Regions from separate parts of the Mus musculus genome. Here region 2 is linked to region 1. Evidence: chromatin contacts called from public Hi-C data. All regions are on one chromosome and are shown on one strand. Each heading gives the region's core, a stretch centred on a gene start, on an enhancer-like site or on the middle of the called end of the contact. The rest is flanking DNA. Distances are from core to core; before and after follow the strand shown.

The links. A called contact is a pair of places that touch in the nucleus more often than the background predicts.
Region 2: a Hi-C map of the N1E-115 cell line shows a contact between it and region 1, with 5 times the contacts expected there. The contact joins the promoter of Pcmtd1 here to the promoter of St18 in region 1. A contact is called at or near these places in 1 of 39 promoter capture datasets (hippocampal neurons), 2 of 484 Hi-C or Micro-C datasets (the N1E-115 cell line and cerebellar granule neurons) and 1 of 9 other capture datasets (pancreatic islet).

The regions. Positions count from the first base shown.
Region 1 is chr1:6,726,341-6,732,467 of GRCm38.p6, reverse strand. It overlaps St18 (suppression of tumorigenicity 18), which reads right to left and starts at 2,417. Exons shown (of 22, transcript NM_173868.2): 1 at 2,228-2,417.
Region 2 is chr1:7,087,280-7,092,844 of GRCm38.p6, reverse strand. It overlaps Pcmtd1 (protein-L-isoaspartate (D-aspartate) O-methyltransferase domain containing 1), which reads right to left and starts at 3,925. Exons shown (of 6, transcript NM_183028.3): 1 at 3,629-3,925.

The sequences.
Region 1 (6,127 bases), core at 1,168-3,667:
TTCATATCAAACAATTATGATCTTTTGGATTTCAATAGCAGACATGGAAGGTCACATAAGGATAAGAAATAATTTTAACAGCAATAAATTCCTGTGAGTTGCATTTTTTGATATGTTTGTCCACACTGCTATATGCCACAGAGACTGTTCTCATTAGGCTTACATGATGATGGCATAGAATTCTATATGTGGTAGTTGTGAATTTTACTTATTTCCACTTAAGTAGTTTAAAGATGCAAACAAGAGCACTAGTTGACTGCATGAAAGTTTAAGCTGTTTCTGAGTTTTAAATTTAGTTATACATGAGATTGCTACATTATCTGAAAAGAAATGCTATATCCACTAGGTTGGTTTCTCTAGTAGCAATATAATTTTAACTTTCAGAAATGGGAACAAACCAATTACATGGATTCAGAGAAATGCATTTCTATAATGATTAACTTTTCAGAAGCCTAATACCTTGGACAGCTCCAAGTACCCCTTGCCTTTCCTTGTCACCTGTAGTTAATCCACAGACAAGGAAACACAAAACTTTAAATCTTTGTGGTTGGTATAATAGCAGAAGAATGGCAGTCACTATAAAGACTCTCATTCAAGGCTAACTGAATTAGACTCTTGAGAAAGGTTCCAATGTACTTTACAGGTTTCAGATACAAACCCCATGTGCTCCAGGACACAGTGTATCCAAGTTTAAAATATTAAAGCCTCTGATGCTCTTGCTGTAACACAAATATGACTAAGAGAAGAGTGAACTGCTCTTGTGGGCAATGGTGATTTCCGCTAATTTGGCATAAGAAATCTATATTAATCTAATATTGTAGTAAGCCAAGAAGGCCACATAATAATCGCCACGGAGTAATTGAATATTTAGAATGAGAAAAAAGGGATCATGGATAATCTGAGGTTACAGCTAAAACTAGGATATTGTGCTGGTGATACTAGCAAATAAAAATTTTAAAGTTAGGGAAATTTCAACCCTAATTTCAATCCTATTTTCTATTCTGGATTTATATACTAAAAAATACTTCCTCATTATAAGGACATAATTATACCCAATATTTCTCCATCAAGATTTCTTTTTAATTTGTTGGGTTGTATACTGCCAATTAATCCATAAGGTAATATCACACCACCATTTTTGACGTTATTCCTAAAAATAAAACAAGACTAGAGCCATTACATGATACACTCTGCCTATTAGCTGCTGTGTTCTCTGAAACTGAAAGAAAAGATCAGAACACCCTTTCAGGAAACTTTGATTATTCCAATGTACATCAAAGGAAGCCTTCTTAACAGGTGTTTGGTTGACAACATAATATGAGCTAAGGTATTGCTCATCAAAGTATATAAAAGTTTTCCCTTAACAATATTTCACGGAAATCGTCCTTCTATGAAATTTTGTTCAAGGTTAGTGTTAAGTTTCTTGTTTTTCAGCTTTTAAAACATGACTTTGTAACTTCTGCGCAGTCTTCTGACATGCCCATCTATCAGAGATGAAGTGTTTCATCTTTTAAGGAGACTAGTTTTATTCAATCCTCTAAATATGCAAATGCAATAATTTATATGTCCAATTTATGAATTTAAACATCTTGACTGATCACAAACTTTTTCTCTTATGTGTAGCTAATACCAGTTTCTGATTTTTTTAGGAAGAATCCACAACCCCCCCTTTTAGATAATGGCTATCAATGCAAAATTACATTAACAACTCTTAGCACTGCCAAGGTTCAATTCTAAATAAAGACTTGTAGCACATGAGATCTCACTGATAATTTGTGTGACCTCAAATTTAGTTTTACTTTACTTTTTTTCCAGACAAAAAGTGTATTGTATCATATTAAGTATTTCCTATGGCCAATTCACACATTTCAGAAATATATATGAACAAAGGCAGTAGCTGACACAGCTTAAGCACAATTACACCATTTTATTCTGAACTCCTCAATATCGCTTTTTGGGAGGAGAGTGAGAAAGTGGGGGTGGGTGGTGGTGAGTGAGTTTCAAATCATGCCAGATGAACATCACAACAGAAAGCAAAGCAAAGCACAGTAAAACGACCATGAGCCCCTCAGCCTTTAGAAGCGACCCCCCACTCACCTACTCACCCACCCACCCACCCAATCAGAAACAAAAGTCACTATTAACAACTAAGACCTGAAACTTGCTCACTGTCTGAACTCATCGACATCAGGGTAAACAGAATGTGGTAAAAAAGTTTGAAACTTACTTTTTTGTGTTTGTTTCCAAAACTATTTCTCTTCTCTCTGGTGTGCTGACAGGAGACACTAAAGCTGTTGCCTTGAAAGGTAGTCTCCATGATATGACATCCAGTGCCTTTGACTGCTCGGAGATAAGCACCTGCGTGTAGCCCTCCTTACGTCACACCTCCCTATTCAGACCTTCTCAATATGATCCACATTTGCACATCAACAGCCTCATGCGCACACACAGATTTTTTTTCGGCTCTGGGCCCAAAACTTTCACTTTAATTTTCATCACATGATTGCTGTGGCATATGTCCTTCCAAACCGCCCATATATCAGTCATCATGCAAATGAGATGGAATATCACTCCTCTGCAGCAGATGGCCAGGGATGATAACAATGGCTCAACAGAGGAGATTCAATGTCCCTGACTTTATCGCCACGGCAACAACAACCTAAAATATATGTAATGGAAGTGGTGCTTATTAATTTTGCAGGCTCGAGTGTTCTGATTTTGTGAGTGAATGGGCTGAGTTAAAAAGGGGGCTGTGTCCTCCTGCCTCTAGAAGACTATCTATAAAAGCCAGGGACCTGGAAATTATTTTCAGTGACTAAGAAGGCAACAGCCTAGCAATTATTTGAGTAATTAGGTGTAATTCCTCCCTGTAGGCCTTGTACCCTCCTGCGCTTGCTTCACAGAAGCTCACGAATTAGACAGCACCGATACTGAAAAGAAAAGTGCCTCAAGATACAGCAGGAGAGCTTGCAGGAGCGCTGTCACTTGGCCTCCACCGGGCTTGGTAAACACAAGCCCCAAGCTATAAGTAAATAGAGGCCCCACTTCACAAACACAGACCAATTAAAATGACAAAGGCAGCCACACTTTGGGGTGGAGCTTAGCTTCCTTGTGAGTGGCACACAGAATAGTCTCTGGGTTCAGGCACAGAGCCTGTTTCCATGACTGGCTGTCAGGATTGGACAGGAACATACACATCTCTCACGCAGCAGGTTGTGCCTTTCTCATTAGGGCTCTCTTTTCTCCCACAAGGGTACTTTTATTACAGACTACAAGGGAATATTCCATAGATTTTTCCATTCCTAACTGCACTAAAAAATGTAAATCTCAGAAAAAAATTAATCAATTTTTCAAAATTTGCAACAAGCCCACGTGCAATTTAAGGCAACAACTAACAGACTGCCAGGCCCACTGGGGGCAGTTCTAGAACACACAGGGTTAAAGGAGATAGATGAGCTCTGAATATTATTCTGGAAACTTAAAAAAAAAAACGTTACTTACAACATTTCATATTGACTAGTAAACCACCTTCCTTCTTATAGGGCTGAAGCATATATCAAAACTTTCGAAGCTATAGTTTACTTTTCTCATTGCTTTTTTAAAAAGGCACTATAGAAGTACCTAGGACAGGAAAACTAGATTCTCCTGCTAATTTAAAAACAGACATTAATAAAGAACCTGGACTGCCCTGGAGGAGGGTAGCTGAAAGAAGTAAAAAAAGAACTCAAACTTTACATCTTCTAACTTGGCTAACCTCAGACACAGTCCTGGGTCCCCTTCCCTGGGAGTCCACTCTTCCCTGAGCACATCTGCTGCCCACAGTTGTAATGTTAAAATTCACAATTCTGTTTTAGAAAAAGAAAGAAAGAAAAAAAATGCTGGTCACAAAAACTAGTCACATATCACATAGAGATATGTCTACATCACCTAGAGAAATACTTGACAATCTAACTTTTAAAGTAATTACATTTCCAATTTTGGTATAGGCAGGTGCTCTGAGATTCATCTTTTTTCTAAAATGTTGTTTAGTATCAATTCATTGGTATTCTGCAATACATTTGGTACTTGACACAGTTGCCTAGTGCACAATCTCATTGCACTAGCTATTTGAAGTCAGCAGTCCACGGTGAGGGCATGTTAGGAGAAGTACCTTTCCAATGCAAAGCTCCCTATGCTGGGAATGTACAGCAAACATCAGCTTTACTTTAAGGAATTCTTATTGAGCGCCCCCAGAAACGTCATGAGCAGCACATGACACAGGGTAGTACCTTAAGGATACCACAACAAGGAGAATTTCTAGTGAAATTCCAGTGACCTGACAAAATTAAGTAACATTAATCGACATTACATGACTGAAACAAAGTCATATCCTACCAGGAATTAAAAAAAAAAAACTTTATTGATTAAAGTATGCAGTATATCTTCCCTGTTTATTCATCTACAGAAGACAGTTTAATCATTACAATTCATCCATAATAATTACAATGCAAGATATTTTCATCACCCTCAAGAGAATTGCCATACATAACAGCTGTCACTCATTCTTTACCCCGCCCCCCCCCCCGATTTTCTCCCTCAGGATCACACAAACCCTCATCTACTAAATTTTTGAAATACTAAGATCATAAAATCACTTTTGTTCTTTACTACTGAGCAATATCACTTGTGGTGGTTATCTTTAAGCTCTATGCCCTTGTTTCACGTATTAGTTGTTTATTAATTTTAATGTAGATTGATATTTTATTATTTGAATATACCACATTTAATTTTTCTACTTTACCACGATAAACATTTATTCTCATTTCTCTTGAATGTGTCCCTAGGAGTAGAACCATGAGATCATTTAGTAATTTGAATAGCTATCTGAGAAACTAAGGAATTGTTTCAGAGTGCGTTAATTCATGATTCATAGTTGCCAACAATGTATGACAGTTACACATCCCAACACCTTGCTGTTAGCTGGTCTGTCTACGGGGCAGCTCTTAATTGATGCCAAGTGCTGTCTTGTATGATCTTGATTGGCATTCAATAACAACTCATGACTCTGAGCATCTTTCCATGCTCTTACGAGTCTTCCATACATTGGGTTTTTGAGATTGTCTAGTCAGATATTTTTCTGATTTTAAAACTATGATGTTTCCTTTTTATTATTGGATTATACAAATTCTTTACATATGTGGTTTTGATACAAGTTTCTTATTGAGTATAGAATTTACCAAACTTTTCTCTCACTGTATAGGTTTCTTTTCACATCCTTGATATTTTCTTTTGAAAACAAACATTTCAAGTTTGGGTGACATTCAATTTGTTGATGTTTCTTTGTTCACTTGCTTTTTAATGTAACATATAAAAACCATTGTCAAATTCAGGTTGATAACAATTACTTCTTTGTTTCCTCTTTAAAAGTTCTACATTTTTTGCTGTTTCATTTTGATCTGTTATTCATTTTGAGTCATTATTTTGTACATGTCATGAGATAGGGGATCTAATAGCCTCTATATATGTGAATCTACTTATGCCAATATCATGTGTTGGAAACAGATTTTTTTTCCTTATGAAATTGTTTTGTTAACTTTACTAAAATCCAATTGATCATGCACATTACGATTTATATCTGGTCTCTCAATTATACCTCATAAATCTGTGCCAATTTTCAACCCCGTACCACGTTTAATTATATTAGCTTTTGTAGTATGCTTAGACATTGAGAAGCATGAATTATCCAAAGTTGTTACTCTTTTTAAAGATGGTTTTAGTAATTCTGGATCCCTAAAAGTTTCACTTACATTTGAAAATCATCTGGGTTTGGGCAAGGAACCCACAGGACCTACAGATCTCTCTACAGTGTTACACAGCATGCCTGGCAGTCTATGTGGGGAGTCCATAACTCCCTTCAGCAGTGTTTTGTAGGACTTACAGTAAGTTTTATGTCTAACTTTTTAAGTTTGTTCCTGTGTATTATATTCTTTTAGAACCTTTTGAAAATAGACTTAATGTTCACCTTCATATCTTGTTTTCTTTTTCTTGTTCTTGTATAGAAATACAACTTACATCTGCGCTTTGACTTTGTGAATTGCTTTCTTAGGAAACTTTTTACCTCATACCATTTTTGGTGAATTTTTCCAAT
Region 2 (5,565 bases), core at 2,676-5,175, 360 kb before region 1:
TTGGAACACAGTGGAATGCTTTAAATGGAGCTTAATGGGTCATCCTAGTAGGAATATGGAAGATTTTGTTGCTGGGAGTGATTTGAACTATATTAACCTGGCTCAAGAGATTTCAAAGGAGAAGAATTTCAGATTGTGGCATAAAGACTGTTTTTGTGGTATTTTGGTGAAGAATGTGGCTACTTTTTGCCCTTGTCTGAAAAGTCTGCTTGAGGCTAAAGTGAAGAGACTCAGAATAATTGCATTGACAAAGGAAGTTTCAAAGAAGCCCAGCAGAGACTTTGTTCTCTTTAAGTCTTATGAAGAGAAGTTTGAACAAGCATAGCAAGCCAGTAAGGAACATCCCTCCGTGACCTGTGCATCAGCTCCTGCTTTCTGACCTGTCTGAGTTCCAGTCCGGACTTCCTTTGGTGATAAACAGCAACATGGAAGTGTAAGCTGAATAAACCCTTTCCTTCCCAACTTGCTTCTTGGTTATGATATTTGTGCAGGAATAGGAACCCTGACTAAAACACACAGTGACAAAAAATACTAGTGAGAATAACAGACAGTAAAAACAAAAATTGGGGTGACCTTTTGATTTGGGGCCTACATGACTAAGAAAATATTCTTTATTAAAATAAAGAAATAAGAAAGAGTTATTCAGTTCACAATGTAACAAATTCAAAGTAACAGAGTGGTACCCAATAAGAACTTATCAGAGAGAATAACACAGGCAGGGAATCTCAAGGTTAAAGAAAATGAGCTAGTGATGCAAAATCAGGACACAGGAGACAGGGGACAAGCAGATGAAATCACAGGCACAGCTAGAAAAGGAAGCTGAGAACCAAAACCAAGGATACCCAAGGCAGAAGGACCATTGCTGGGTGATGGCTCAGAGCAGGCAGAGACTACAGTCACAGAAGGACTATTGCTGGGTGATGGCTCAGAGCAGGTAGTCACAGTCCTTCACAGCGCTTCACGTGTGACAGCTCTTCAACTGCAGTGAAATGAACTACACACTGAACAGAAGTGGGATTGTTGTACAAAGTTATTAATTATTCTAATTCTATTCCCACCAGGACAGAATAAAGGATACTTAATTAATAATTAGATATTATTCCAATATCTCAAAACTAAGAATTGTAACTCCATCTCCTTCTGCATCCATACATCTGATTCTAAGCAATCTTTTAAAAACTACTTTCTTTCTCCCTTTGCTTACTGACAGTCAATTCTCAATTTTCAGCCCCCTCTTCACTACTTTGGCTTCTTCCTGCAATCCCAACTTTGGAAGAACAACTCTGATGAAATCTAAAATGGCTGTTCTTAAAATTCCAAATGGAATGTTAGTACTCTCACATTTTGGTATGTAATAAACGTTGTGTTTTTTACACTGACCAAAGATAAACAAAGCCAAACAAAGCCCAAAAAAGGGAGAAATTAATAATGGTGGTGGTGGTGGTGATGATGATGATGATTTAAGCTGCAGATATAATTCCTTGTGCCTTTTATTTATAAAAAGAAAAAGGAAGAAACACAAGACCCCCAAACACTTGATTTGTCTCTAGCTACTCACATTAACAAGTCCCCAAAAGACTTTTCATGATAAACTAAAAAGCAAGCTTTCCCATCAGGCAAAGGACTGTTTTTAGCAGGAATCACGGAGAGCCTCAGACATGCCAGGAGCTCCAACTCCAGCCATTGCTTTTAATTTCTGAACACACTTAGCACATTCCCAACTCTTCCCACTTCTATAACTGAAAGTTAGTCTGTTGAAAATATTTTTCTGGGCTGAAATATTTTCGTGTGCACCAATATGAGACATCCAATACAGAGTAAGAGATAATGAATGGCAGATACTTAACACCTACCTTGTTATCCTGAGCAAACAAGAACTGCTCAAATCTTTAACTATACATGGGTTTCTCCTCAAATGCATAATTTGATCACACTTTATTTGAACTCACTACTGGTCATAGTTCCTTAAACTACAGTTAGTCACACCTGCCAGAAAATGAAAGTATTATATACTATAAGGCACAAACCCCAGTAACACATTTTTAATTCCCATGCAATAAGCAAAGTTTAATTTTGTCTACTTTGTATTCTTTTCAATTTACAGTGTTTCAGCTATTTTAATATGAAACCACCAGAAACCTCATCGAAAACGACACCAGGATAGTTTCCTACACTTATTTTCGATATTTTTGATAAGGCAGTTTCCATTCAGGAGGACAAGGCAGGGCCATAAATGCAGTTCAGGTACTCAGCCCACCCAGAAAAGCAGAGCAGGCGCTTAGTCAGGCACTCCAGGCCTGAGCTGACTGACCACAGAAGCAGGAAGACACTACTTAGGCTTTTATTTAAAAACAAAAAAGTACCAGCATATTGTTGACAAAAACAACGAAAATACCATAGATCTCTTCAAGTCTTTTAAGTTCGATTCCTAAATAAATGTGCACAATTGTGTCTATGATTTTAAGGACAGGCCTGTTTGGAATAAGACGGTTGCCTATGATTACTTTAGTAGACTGTTTCCCTTGGAAGCTAGCAAGATTAGCACAATAATGCGTGCAGAACCACTTTTCTTCCACTTTCAGACTTCTCCCTAGGGTTCACCTTGCAAAATATTTAATCCGTGGTGGGTTTTTTTTTTTTCTTATTTGAGTACAAAATTTCTAAATGGTGACTTTCTACGAGTTTCATCAAAAGTAGCCTCCTAGAGTTTAAAGAATTAAATGCTGCTATCTAACCATATGGTATTTAAACTTTATGACATAAAGAAAAAGTAAACTTTGTGTAATCTTTAGGCAGTCATTCCCTCTCATGTAAACTCTGAGGTCTAAGCAAAGACTAGCAACCTGTTTCATATGAAAGTATCGCATGTGGCCTTAGATACTGTGAAAGTCAATATATTAAGTTGCAAAATACTGGCACGTAGGCCAGGCACAACAGCTCCTGTTTGATCCTAGCACTCGGGAGGTGGAGGCAGAAGCTAAGAGTTCAAGGTCAGCTTCCACAGCACAGGGGGCTCTATCTCAGCTTGAGCTATAGAACTGCGTCGCAAATCACAAAACATACAATAAGCTTTTAACTGACTCGCTACTGAAAGTGTGAAGCCCATGCTAAACAGTAACATTTAACAATAAAGTATGTTTTTAAAAAAAAGAGTGGAGAGTTCCGTATACTACTGGCCCAAAAATCTATATTCTATATAGGACTTTAATTTTCGTCTATAAACACACTCCTCACTTGCACCGACAAAATCCTGAAAGGCTGGATGCATACATACACTTGGGATCGGGTTACTCTGAGTAGTGGGAGCGTAAATATTGGGGTTGAGGTCCAGGACAGAAAGAGGGCAGGAGTCTTGTGTCTTCATTGTTTGGCAGCTTTTTTTTTTTTTCTTACAGAGCACGCAGTACTTTAGCTCCATTTCTAAGAGCATTCCTCCTCCTCCTTCTGTACCCAAATTCTTCAGATTTGTAAACGCACAGCTGTGGTTTCACGATTTTAAAAGAACACGCATAAAAGCAATAAGCTGTAAAACACCTTGGCTCTGCAAAACAGCTCGCCCTGTCTCTCTCCATCCGTTCTCCCGGCTGGTGTCTAAAATGCCAAAGCAGCGGACGCGGACCGCACTTACCGAAGGCGCAGAAGACGCTCACACAGCGGCAGCGCCCGCTCAGTCCCTGAAGCCCCGTCCCAGCCCCCGCGTCACGAGCCTGCGTAGGCGGGAGCCCTCCAGGCCAAAGCAGCGGCGGACCGGCGGCGGGCGGAGCGCCGCAGAGACAGCCGACTGGCCCGGCACAGCGTCCGCCAGCGCCGACGCGGGAGGGCGGAGCCCGACCCGCAACCCGGGACCCGGGCAGCTGGACTGCCCTAGTCGCCACCGCCTCCTGGGAGCTGCGCGTGCGCGGGGCGCCCTCCGAAGAAAGATGCCAATCAACGGGGCCTGGGAACACCCCCACCCTCAGCTGGGTTGGACTCCGCCCTCTCGCTGAACGCCCTGCCCCTTAACCAAACAACGCGAGGCTTGCCCAAGCGGCTGGCAGCTCCCGCGGATGCCGCGAGAGCTGGGGCTCCTCCTATTCTGTCGCTGTTTTGTTTGTGTGCTGCGTAGCTCGGGAGCGCAGGGTCTGGTGACTCAGTCCGTCCCCAGCTCCGCCTCCGGTCGGCGTTTTGCCGACTGGATCTACGAGGCCACTTCATCTCCAGCCTCTCCGCGGGTCTCTGTATCGGGTGATGGGGAGGATGCCTGCAGACCCGGCGCGCACCCAATGACTGGCGGCGGTGCATGCGTCGCCCCCTGTGCAGGCGCAGCTGACGCCTTCTTGGTCCACGCCGAAGCCCCTGCCTGTGTCGGTGTCGGGAAGGAGTGCTTGTTGAGAAGTGGCGAGGGTCAGAAGCAAGGGGGAGCATCTACATCTGTAGTCCTCCGCAGTAAACATGTCGATTCCTACTTTGGGACTGTATTTTTTGTTTGTTTGTTTGTTTCCAGCACATAAAAAGACACTGCTTTCCCAATGCTGTAATTTGTAACCAAATGCACGTTCCAGATGTGGTGGCACTGGCTTGTAACCCCAGCACTTGGGATGCTCAAAGTCTGCCTGTACTACATACATATATCAAGTCCCTATCAGGAAAACAAAAGGTCTTGAGGCCTAGGTTGCTGTCACCTACAGTAACCTTGTGTAAAGTGTTTAAGAACAGAGTAGTAAAATGAGAGCTTCCAATCACTTGAAAACTGGAACAAAGTTAACTTATGCGATGGTCTGACTTTCAGCTCACCTTTATGTCTCAAGTACGAAGTTAGATTTGGTGGCCTTTTAGCCCTTAGACTGAGGCTGTGGGCCGGATTCCTTAGTCCTATCTTTGTGTCTCTCCTAGAACCAAAGCACCCCTGGACAGGATGGGATCACATAACAGTCTTTGGGGGTTCGGTTTCTGATACTCTAGGCAGAAATTTTAGCAGGTGAAAATATTTTATCGAGTGGATGTAACGGCTCAGGGTGGTAATCCCAAAAGCTCCGCAGGTGACAGCAGAGATCAGTAGTCCAAAGTTATCTGCAGATACTTCATTTGAGGTCAGCCTGGGTTATATGAGACTGTCTCAAAAAAAAAAAAAAAATATATATATATATATATACATCTTACCATAAACATAATAAATCACATGATAAATTAGGAAGGTTTGGGAGTTTTAACAGAATCTCCAGGCTGTCCTCAAATGTGAAATCCTCCGAGCCTCAGCCTTCTGAGAAATCACAGATGAGTTCCACTTCACCTGTTTTAAAATAACAGTGAGACACTAGAAAACATTTTGGTTTTCTTTTTCTTTCATTTCAGTCCCTATGGGAATTTTTTTTGTTTGTTTTGTTTTGGTTTGATTTTTTAAGACAGGGTTTCTCTGTATAGCCCTGGCTGTCTTGGAACTCACTTTGTAGACCAGGCTGGCCTCGAATTCAGAAATCTGCTTGCCTCTGCCTCCCAAGTGCTAGGATTAAAGGCGTGCACCACCACCGCCCGGCTGGGACTTTTTTTATGTAGGCCTTTTTTTCTATTGAATAAGAGCTAAACACA